Linked DNA regions of Capra hircus: region 2 is linked to region 1. A link is a contact called in public Hi-C data. All regions are on one chromosome and are shown on one strand. Each heading gives the region's core, a stretch centred on a gene start, on an enhancer-like site or on the middle of the called end of the contact. The rest is flanking DNA. Distances are from core to core; before and after follow the strand shown. Region 1 has its middle 220 kb from the start of HRH4. Region 2 has its middle 130 kb from the start of HRH4.

Evidence for each region. Hi-C and Micro-C count contacts between places; a contact is called where the count stands out from the background.
Region 2: a contact with region 1 is called in a Hi-C map of blood, with 2.7 times the contacts expected there. The contact joins two enhancer-like sites. A contact is called at or near these places in 3 of 5 Hi-C or Micro-C datasets (blood and liver).

The regions. Positions count from the first base shown.
Region 1 is chr24:32,332,633-32,337,945 of ARS1.2, forward strand. No RefSeq gene overlaps it. Among named protein-coding and RNA genes, the nearest start is that of HRH4, 220 kb to the right of the region's middle. Within about 2 kb of position 2,464, at least 1 of the 5 cell types and tissues checked has an H3K27ac peak or open chromatin away from gene starts, as enhancers often do.
Region 2 is chr24:32,425,009-32,430,321 of ARS1.2, forward strand. No RefSeq gene overlaps it. Among named protein-coding and RNA genes, the nearest start is that of HRH4, 130 kb to the right of the region's middle. Within about 2 kb of position 2,428, at least 2 of the 5 cell types and tissues checked have an H3K27ac peak or open chromatin away from gene starts, as enhancers often do.

The DNA of each region.
Region 1 (5,313 bases), core at 1,214-3,713:
TGTGTATTTGAACCTAATATGACAGGGAAACAATTTCATCCCTTCTGATGTCAGCTCCTCCTTTGAAGAGGGACAGAAGCAAAGGGGAGGGGATGGAAAATCACACACGCCACCCACCCATCGGTGTCTTTCCAGCCCTGTCTCTTTTCATTAAACTGAAGAAACAGTAGTGTGGTAATGGAGAGGGAAGGAGCAGAATGGGATGGAGGATGTAGGGGAAAGCGCCAACTGAGCTGCGTGAGCATCAGCCCTGGGCTGCCCCGGAGCTTTCTGTATGGGCGTGAAGTGGCTGCACGAAGGGACTTCCTGGATTGCATCCACTCTTCCTGGCCACATACTTAAAAGTATAAATACGAGTGTATAAAACTGGGCTTAATGTGTTTTCACAAATAAATGTGCCGTCATTAGCTCTGCTGTTTGTATAATCAAAAACTTCAAGCATCTGTTTCCCAAGAGAGAGCTCTGTCCTGCACATCACATGGACAAGCTGGCCCATTTCAGCATCCTCCCTGCCCAAATGCAGAGAAACACTGAGGGGCAGTCAAAACCATTGGGATTGCTGGCTCAGACTTCACACGATCGAGGTAAACAAACCACCATCCAAGCAAGCAAAAACTTGGTTTGCTTTATTTCTCTGCCTTCCCATCCATCACTCCAGTCAAATCTTCAAGCTAATATGCCTTTCAAATGCCTCCGAAGGACTTCAGCTCTTGATTTTTCCCTAATGATCACAAGTGCAGTCCCTTCAAACTCTGTCTCCATAAATACTACGACATTACTTTCCCTTTATTATAATCGACACCTCAGTAAACCCATGTTCAAACAAATCGGTTTTCTTTTACAGGCAGGACGTGGGCAATCCATCTGTCACTTCGTGAAAGTAGAAACTCAGGCGAAGCTTGTAAAACAGGGTAGCTGCCCAAAGGCAGGAAGAAACCTGTGAGAACATTGGAAGGCAAAAAAATGCCATTCAGGTGGACTGAGAGTCAGCCACCAAATTGGAAGACTCTAGGACAGACAGAGAAGGGAGAATGAGGAGGAGGGGGAACAGAGAGGAAACTTGAGAAACAGGCAGGAAAGAGTCTCTCTGCAGGAGAGATGGAGAAATTATCACTTTTTTCCCCCACAATTGGCTGATCAGCCAGGACAGAGATTCGAATAGCTTCGAGCCATCCCTTTCATGCTCTCAGTTAAGTCACCTAAGGACTAAAAATGCAAGATTCTACCCTGTGGGAAGAAACTTGGCCTTGCCCTCTTTTCTGCCACTAGACAAAAAGTATATGAAACAGTTATTGACATAGGAATTAAGTTATCATGATTTTGGAGAACTTTAAAATGGCCTAGGAGAATACTTGATACTGAAAGTCTTGCTTTGCACTAATCCTCTCCATTTTCTTCCTTTATTGGCATTTTCTTGGCTTCTTCACCCCTGCTCCTTCCCTCTGTTTCTCCTTTTCCCACCCTAAGTATTGTAGATGGCCTCTGGGCAGTGCTCACGTCTCACTCCACTGTGCAAACTGCCCACGCCAAGCTGCTGCAAGACGGGCTCATGACAGGCACACACATACCACACACCCACATACCCACACCATACCATCTATGCACACCACACACTTATACATACCACACCAGACACACACCATATGCTCTACATATATACATACCACACCATAAATACACACCACCATATATACACACCACACATCACACACACACCACACCACATGTACATACCACACCACACACACAGACCTCACACATACACACACACCACACAAACATATACACACACTACCATGGCCTGATGCTGAAGCTGAAGCTCCAATACTTTGGCCACCCGATGCGAAGAACTGACTCACTGGAAAAGACCCTGATGCTAGGAAAGATTGAAGGCGGGAGGAGAAGGGGATGACAGAGGATGAGATGGTTGGATGGCATCATCGACTCAATGGACATGAGTTTGAGCAAGCTCCGGGACTTGGTGATGGACAGGGAAGCCTGGTGTGCTGCGGTCCATGGGGTCGCAACGATTTGGACATGACTTGGTGACTGAACTGACCGTGTATATATACCACACATACACATACCACACATGGACACAAAGCACACACCATATCACATACACAAAAAACAGATACATCACATACACATATACACCCACAGCACACACATATCCCACATACCACACACACAAACCATATCACATATACAGAAAAAAATACACCACGCATGCACACTACCACATATACACACAAAAACGTGTACCTCGTACATACCATATACACGTGCACCACACCACATATGCACACAAAAACACATATCTCACACATCCCTTATACACGCATACCACGGCACACACACATACACGCATATCATGCGCGTACACACATATCCCACCCAGCTGCCACACACACCTCTCCGTCTCTCTTGCCCTCAACCCAAACCTGCAGCCCTGCACAGCGGCAGGGCCTCCGGCTGATTCTCGGTGAGGGGGGCCAGGGAGCCTCCTACCAACATGCCTCCAGCCCAGGCACAGGCTTGACAACCACCCAGCAGCTCCCCACTTGGGTTCGAACTGTGTCCCAGGCTCTGTCCACAGGTGATCACCCTGCCTTATCCCACATACTCATCTCTGCCCCTCAAGAAGTGGGTGCTTATCTCTAACTCCTTCTTGCAGTTGAGAGAAGTGCAAGTCCAGGAAGTAAGGAGCCTGCCAGGGTCACAGAGCTGGTGAGCAGAAGCCAGCCTGCATCCTCCAGAACACAAACCCTTTCCTTCCTGGCGCCCTTTGCCTGGTTCCCTGAGCAGGTACCATGGGGACCCTGAGCAAAGAGCTGAGTTGAGGGTGTCTTGGAGTAGCAGCCGACCTCCATAGAAAACATGAGGCGCTGGGCATCCCTGCAGTGAACAAGTTTGTTCAGCTCACACCAGGGCCTGGTCAGAGCCCTGAAGATTCACACTAGCCGCCTCCATTGCACCCAAAGCCAGGTGTTCCCCGGGGTGGGGTCCCCCTCCCTTCAACACTGCAGGAGGCTTCACGGGGCAGGCTTGGAAACAAAGTACCCCAGATCCCTGTGAGCACAGGCTGGCCTGGTTCCCAAGACCTAATTATCTAGGGAGGTTAGAGTAACAAGATCACGGTTGTTTTCTTCCCAGCCCTCTTCTCTCCAAGTAAGGTCAAAATAAAGTTATTTCATCCAAAACTTTCTTAAAAAAAAAAAGCTAAATGTCAAGCAATTTAGGCACTTTAAAGTTACAGATTATTCTGCATTAATCCCCCGGGATGTCTTAGAAAGAGGCAAAGTGCTTGTCCTCCTTGTCGCTATTTTCTCACACTGTTCTCATGGTTATTATTATGGCCCGCTAGCACTCAAATGGTAACATTTAAATTGATCAAGCATAAAGTCAGACATGAGCTCTGTCCCGAGAATCTCCCCCACCTGAATCAGAGCCAGCAACTGAGATGGGGGCACCGGAAATTGTGCCCTCCCCTCGTCTATGCATCATCTCAAGAGGGAGCCACTGGGGCTCACCTTTCAACACAGACAAAATGGTCTTCTTTATCTATAAAGGAGCCACTCAGAGCAAGCAGACCGGCCACAGGATGTCACTGTTACTCCACACACACAACGGCAAGCCAGCCTGCCTGTCTGGGGTTGGATCCAGACGGAACCCGGGCTCCCCTTGCCTCCTCTCTCACAGAACCGTCATCCCTTCAGGCTTGCTCCACAAGCATGTTCCCTATAAAAGCCACGAGCCTCTCCCACTGTCTCCGAATCCATATTGTTCTGTGTCAAAGGACAAAAGGCAGAGAAAGGGATGTGAGGAGAAGAAAAGGACCACCGTGGTCCCTTCACATCACAGGTTCTCCGCGAGTTGTGCTTTGAACATTTATGACCTTGGATAAAAGCAGTGACCTTTCCATATATTTTACAACGTTTTATAAGGATAAGGACATCTCGGTTATTTTCATTTTCTCAGATTTCTGGAAAGGATGTGGACTATTTAAGCAATTTTTACACTATCTGGGCTTCCCCAGTGGCTCAGATGATAAAGAATCTGCCTGCAATGCAGGAGACCTGGCTTCGATCCCTGGGTCAGGAAGATCCCCTGGAAGAGAGAATGGGTACCCACTCCAGCATTCTTGCCTGGAGAATCGCATAGACAGAGGAGCCTGGCAGGCTACAGTCCATGCGGTCACAAAGAGTCAGACACGACTGAGCGACTACCACTTTACTCTTCACAGAGATGCTGCTTTGTATCCTACTCAAATAAGGCCAGTGCTCATTAAACACCTTCCTTTTACCCCAGCAAACCTGCCTCTGCCTACCACCAGCTCCTCCAACGTCTCATAGACTCACGGGCAAGCCGAGGGCCAAGAATGTGTATTCTGGAGCTGGCAAGCTAATGCCATCTCACTGCCTGTGAAACAACGCTCTTATCAGGGAGCACGCCAGGAGTCACCGCTGGAGCAGGAGAGTCACCTTCTATTCACGGCTGCCAGCTGTCCTTCCTTCTCTGTTATATACCCTCCGAGGGATACTTCGCTCTTCCTCCAAGTCCATCCCCTCCGCCATTTTCCACCGTTAGCCTCCATATTCATTTCACACAGCAGTTGGCATGAAAGAGTTGAAAATAAAACCTCAGACCCACACAGCCAGTAGGAGGGCATACTTGGCATAGTCAAGGGAATAGTTAATACATGCATGTATGCTAAGTCGTTTCAATCACGTCCAACTCTTCGTGACCCCATGGACTGCAGCCCGCCAGGCTCCTCTGTCCGTGGGATTTCCCAGGCAAGAACACTGGAGTGGGTTGCCACTTCCTTCTCCAGGGGAGCTTCCCACCCAGGGATCGAACCCGTGTCTCTTGTACCTCCTGCACTGGCAGGTGGGTTCTTTACTGCTAGCACCGCCTGAGAAGCGTGAGATGGTTAGTGATGCAACATAAAAGGTAAACACAGAATAAAAGTGTTTTGAGTCATAAAGAGAAAAAGACTTTTGCCTTAAAAAAGTGACTGCTTCATAACTTAGCCTGGAGGCAGTTTTCATATCGTTAAAGTCAGGGTTGTCAAAATCCCTCTGCCATGGGTCACCCCCACTCTAGCCATATCATAGCAGCAGAAAAATTAAAACAAGTAAAGCCGGCTGCTTCTTGTGAGCCAGCATCTAAGAAAGGAAGTGTGATGCTGTTCCAGGATTTGCAAGAATCGGTGCAGTAGCTAGAAGGGAGAGCTACAGAAACACAGTTTGATGGAGGCTTTGTTAATTTCCACACTGCATTAAGTAGATCAATCTCAGTACAGAGGAGCCA
Region 2 (5,313 bases), core at 1,178-3,677, 92 kb after region 1:
GAGACCGGAGGAAGCTGTGTGCATCAGAGTGCTCTATATTCTCCTCATACTTTGATTAATTATCCAGCTGTGCGACTGTCATTATCAAGGATCTCTCTGAATCATGTGGCTCCGACAGTAACCAAATCTGGCTGTCCCTTTCTTTTTTTTTTTTTTTTTCACTTGGGTAAGCGCCTTGCTGTTTGGAAGAGAGTTACCTAGTATGTCACTTGAAACAAGCAAATGCTCCATTCACTGTAGACAACAATGGGCCGGTCATTAGACTGTCTTTCACAGCACTGCTGATAGGTTTGTATAGAGGCACCCCCGGTGGAGAAGAGAAATATGCCCTCCTATAAACTGATCTTCCACTGGAAAGCGCTGAGAATACCGAGCTTGAGATGAGAATGAGTGTCATTTTCAAATCTTATTTGCTTGCTTCCTTGTTTATTCATACCAGAAAACTTGCCCCTCTCCTAAGCCCTTCATTCCAAGAGAACTGAGTAAGAGGCTATTTCTCTAGAAACTATTTTAATTTTCAAAGGATCCAGGCAGGGCTTAAGTCAAAGAAAAGTATTCAAAATTGTAGAATTCCTACAACTTTCAGCCAACCATTCAAGGAAAGAAAGACATGGGAAAAGAAAGTGGAGGCTCTTAAAGTTACATCAACAGTTGCCTATTCCACCTTCTCTTGGTAGCTATGACCAAGGTGATCGTGGAATCTTGAGTGAGTCAGTTCACCTTTCTGTGTCCAAGTCTATCCCCTGGTTAAATCTGGATAACAACGCATGTCTTCTAAGGAGGCAGCACAATAGTGGAGAAGAGAGAATATTCATTCACCAATATTCTGTCTTGCCTATTTTTCCCCAGCCCTCCAGTGGTTAAGCAGGACCAGGTGACTAGTTCTGACCAATGAGATGAGGGCAGAATGATGTGACTTGCAACCAGGCAAATGTAATAAAACCCTCGTGTAAACTCTCTTCTGCTTACATTTTAGAGGATGCAGCTACACACAGGGTGGGGAGTGGGGGGCCTTCCAGCCTGGGTCTCTGAGTCAACGTGTGGAACCGAGACCCCTCTGCCGGTTTATCTTGTAAAGATATCATGACCAAGAACTTCATCCTTCCAAGCCAGTCTCAAAGCAACTTTTTCCACGGAACTTCTCCAGATAGGAATTTCCATAGCACTTTGAATCTCTGGGTTTTTTTAAATATTTACCTCATTGTGCCTAATATTACCGAAAGTCTGTAAAGCATAATTCAGGCTCTGTGGACAAATGTCCCCGGATTTAAATCTCAGCTCCAGTATACATAGCTGTTTAGCCTTAGGTAAATTATTAATGAAATTCTCCTAAATCTCCCTAAACCTCGGTTTTCCTATTGGTAAAACGGAGTTAACAAGAGGTGTCGTGAGATGTAAATGAGATACAAGTAAAGAGCTTGGCACAAGGTCTGAGGTGTAGGAAGACATGCCTGAACCATTCAGCTTACAATTCCTGGGAGCTACTCCTACAACCTTACGAGATTTGAAGGGCCTTACATAGGAAGATAATATGCTCATCCACTTTCTGTCTTCTGCAGTACCTGGAATGGGATCTCACTCACAACAAGGTACTCCCCTGAAAGGTTTGAGGAATGAATGAACTTTCAAAAAAAACAAATCATTAAAATGATAAAATGATAGAGATTCTCTAAGAAACAAAAGGGAAGAATGATGAGTGGGAAAGTAAAAAAAACAGACCATGGACAAATTTTAAGTAAACCATGTTGATTTGGGAAATGGAGAAAGATGGAACCTATGTTAACAGGTGATTGTTTTCAGAGATGACCTCAGGTACAGAAATCCAAGGTCATCATACATCTCCATGCACAGCACATCATCTTTACTCTTCTGCTCCATGATGTTTCAATGAAACATTAAAATCCTTTGAGGGCATATAAGCTATTAGACATATGAGTGCTTTGACTTCAGAAGAAATCACGCAGTATGACCAAGATAGATTTGATATTGCTGAATAAAGTAAAAATTAATAAAAATAAATAAATAAAATTAAACAGTGACTTATAAATAAAGGGCACAAAACAGTAGCCTTGGGGAACTGACCAGGTGTTGTTATGTTTATAAATGTCTTTATTTTTATTGGAGTATAGTTGCGTTAAATGTTGTGCTAGCTTCCGCTGTACAGCAAAGTTAATCAGCTATTATAAATGTCCTTTAAGTGCGTAGATATGTTTCTCTTACTGGAACAGTTTTCCGCGTTCCTGAAACTTCTTTCACAAACTGGTCTTCACAAAAGATAGGACTTCGTTCTTCTACATTTTTAAGCAACAGCGACATCATGTGGCCACGCTGGGAGCTAACTCGCCTTCTCTCCCAACTCTGAATTTCCCCCAGGGAGATATCAATCCAGTTCTGCCTTCCCTCAGAATAAACTCATTCAAAAATCATTCCGCGAATGGCGCACAGATTCCCAGGCTTAGGACAGGCACAAGTGGTCCGTGTCTCTAACGCAATCTTATCTAAGGGATCACCCCGTGACCAACTAACTCTTCACCAGGCACAGCCTATTCAGAGCTGAAACCAGCCCCGAGGCAACCAAACGGAGTTCATTTGACAAATCACTGAAACATGACTGGGGATGAATACATTCTACAGCGTAAGAATGACTCATTCATTCATCATTCCACCTCAGGAATTCTGACACCTGATGTGGGCGTGGTCTTCCCCCACAACTGTCGTAAGCCTCCCCACCAGCACCAGGTTGAGACTCTCTGTTTTGTGCTCCGGTGGCCCCTGGGAAACCTTCTGTAAAATTTATCATAGATGGGTAATGACTAATGCAAGCTTCCTCCTCCACGAAGCTGAGTGCTCCTGAGGGCACATGAAGGAGCATTTGCTCACTCCCGCGTCTGCAGCCTCCACCTGTCATTCGGAGATGCTCATCCATTGACTCAGCAGGTATTTATTGAGCACCTACCGTGTACCAGGTACTGTTGTGGGTGCTGTAGGTTTTACAGTGAGCAAAGCAACATGAAGCCTACGTTCTAGTTGGAGCTTCCATTCTAGCTAGAGCAGTCACGCAATTAAGCCGTGACGTGCTGGGTGCTCAGAAAACAAAGCTTTGTGTTGGGTGCTCAGAGAAGACCTGACTCATATGGAGACAGCTGAGCAGAGAGCTGAAGAAAGTGAGGTGTGTGGTTAGGGGAGGAAGATTGCTAGAAAATTGAACTTGGGAGGGAAGGAAGCAGGGATCCAGGCAGGAGGAAAGGAAGGGAGGAAGGATGAACTTATGAGCCCTTGGACAAGGAATGAGAAGACCTGCATTCTTATCCTGACTTTCATATGCAGCTGACCTAACTCAGGCTTTTCTTCCCCTCTCCAGACCTCACTTTCTTTACTCTAAAGTGAAGAATTCAGATTTGATCATCGCTAAAGTCTCAGTTTTAAGACTCTCCATCAAGAAAAGCCAGAGATTGTAACCTTTAGTAGTATTTTGTGTGTGCACGCACCTGTGTGTGTGATTAATTTCCCAAAGCAATTCCAGGCATTTGTGTTTAGTTTAAGAGTGATTACACACACACACACATCAAAAAAAAAAAAAAGCTCACTATTTGCTTACTAGTTAAAAGAAATTGAGCTGAAGTCTATGGGTTTAAAGATTGGTTGGTCTCACAGTAAGATGTACACTTTTGGAGATTCATCATTATGTGCCCAAACACAATAATTGCTGAAGAACCATGCATTGCAATTTGGCCCTAATAACCACTCAGGCAGATAAAGTGAGCAGTTAGCTACAAGATATCAGCACCTGGTAAGGACATGACATTTTCCTGAGAAATGAACTGCCATTTTGGCAGTCTTCTAGTTTGATGACCTCAGTCTTATTAGTATCTGAAGCTCCCTGGTAATACCATGACGGATACATTCAGCATCATGCATACATACCATACAATAAACCCAATAGCTAAGAACGTATAAAAGCAGGGTAAAATGGGCTCCAGGTTTTAAATGGTTCCTTAGTTATGTTTCCTGAACTTCCATCAGCACTCTCACATGTGGAGCCAAGTACAGATGACAGGATGGATCCCGTGCTGAACCAGCATCAAAGGCTCATCAAAGGAATCAGCCAAAGTCCATCTGCCCACAAACATCTTCATTAAACCACCATTCGCCATGTCAGAATTAGAGTTATTCTTTGGTCTGGTATTATTTATATTTCTGGTATTATTTATATTTATTATTTATAATATCCCTTTTAAATGCAATGATGCTCCTAAAGGAAGCTGCCCACTCCACTTCAAATGGTCACAAATGTCTCTGGAAAAATAAGCAATATGAAGGGAGAGTCATGGAGATGAAGCCTTGGCCAGAAGTGCTGCTGTGGGAAGAGAGGACAAGATTGTGAAGCAAGGCAGGAAGGAATGAACCTGAGAAAAAGTGAGTCCCACGCGGTGAGTTTCTGCTTTGTACTCCAGGTTCTGTAGCTAGAACTTCTACTTCTCATGTATGAGAGACCCTGCTGGTACCATCTTTACAGATGAAACAGGCTTGCCTGAAATCTCACAGTTGGCTGCAGAGCTGGGGCTCCATCTCAAGTTCAGACTCCCCATTGTGCCAGGATGCTAGACCTCTCAAGTGTTAGTCGCTCAGTCGTGTCTGACTCTGTGTGACCTCATGAACAGTAGACCACCAGGCTCCTCTGTCCATGGGGATTCTCCAGGCAAGAATACTGGAGTCGGTTGCCATTCCCTTCTCCAGGGGATCTTCCCAACCCAGGGATCAAACTCAGGTCTTCTGCATTACAGGCAGATTCCTTCTCGTCTGAGCCACCAGGGAAGCCACTGAAAAGGAAATGGAGGGTGAGAGAGGGGTTAAGAAAACGAGGAACTTGACCAGCCTGCCGCTCTGTCCTGGATCAGCCCCGCCCCCTGCCTGCGCAGCAGAGACTTGCAGGTACCCCCGAGGGCAGCAGGCATCTGTGAGGCAGCCTCTGAACAGGGTGACTTATCATAGCACTTTCTGGGACCGTGCTGTCAAGGGTTGTCAAGCCCTAAACAAGAGACTGAGCAACGTTGTGAATGAAGAGTGGGTTCAAATAAGAGGCCCGTCACTTCCGGGCTGTGAAGACATGAGCATGACATTTAACTTCTCAGAGCCTCCATTTCCTCTTCTGTAAAAAGGGAGGACTAACTACCTAGGCGATGAAATTATGTCAAGCCTAGCTCTGGGCCCGACACACAACACATATATATCAATGCATGTGGTCCCATCCTTCATTTCTCAAAGAGGACCAGCAAACCTGAGCTCATTACGTCCACTGTCCTTTCCCCCAGA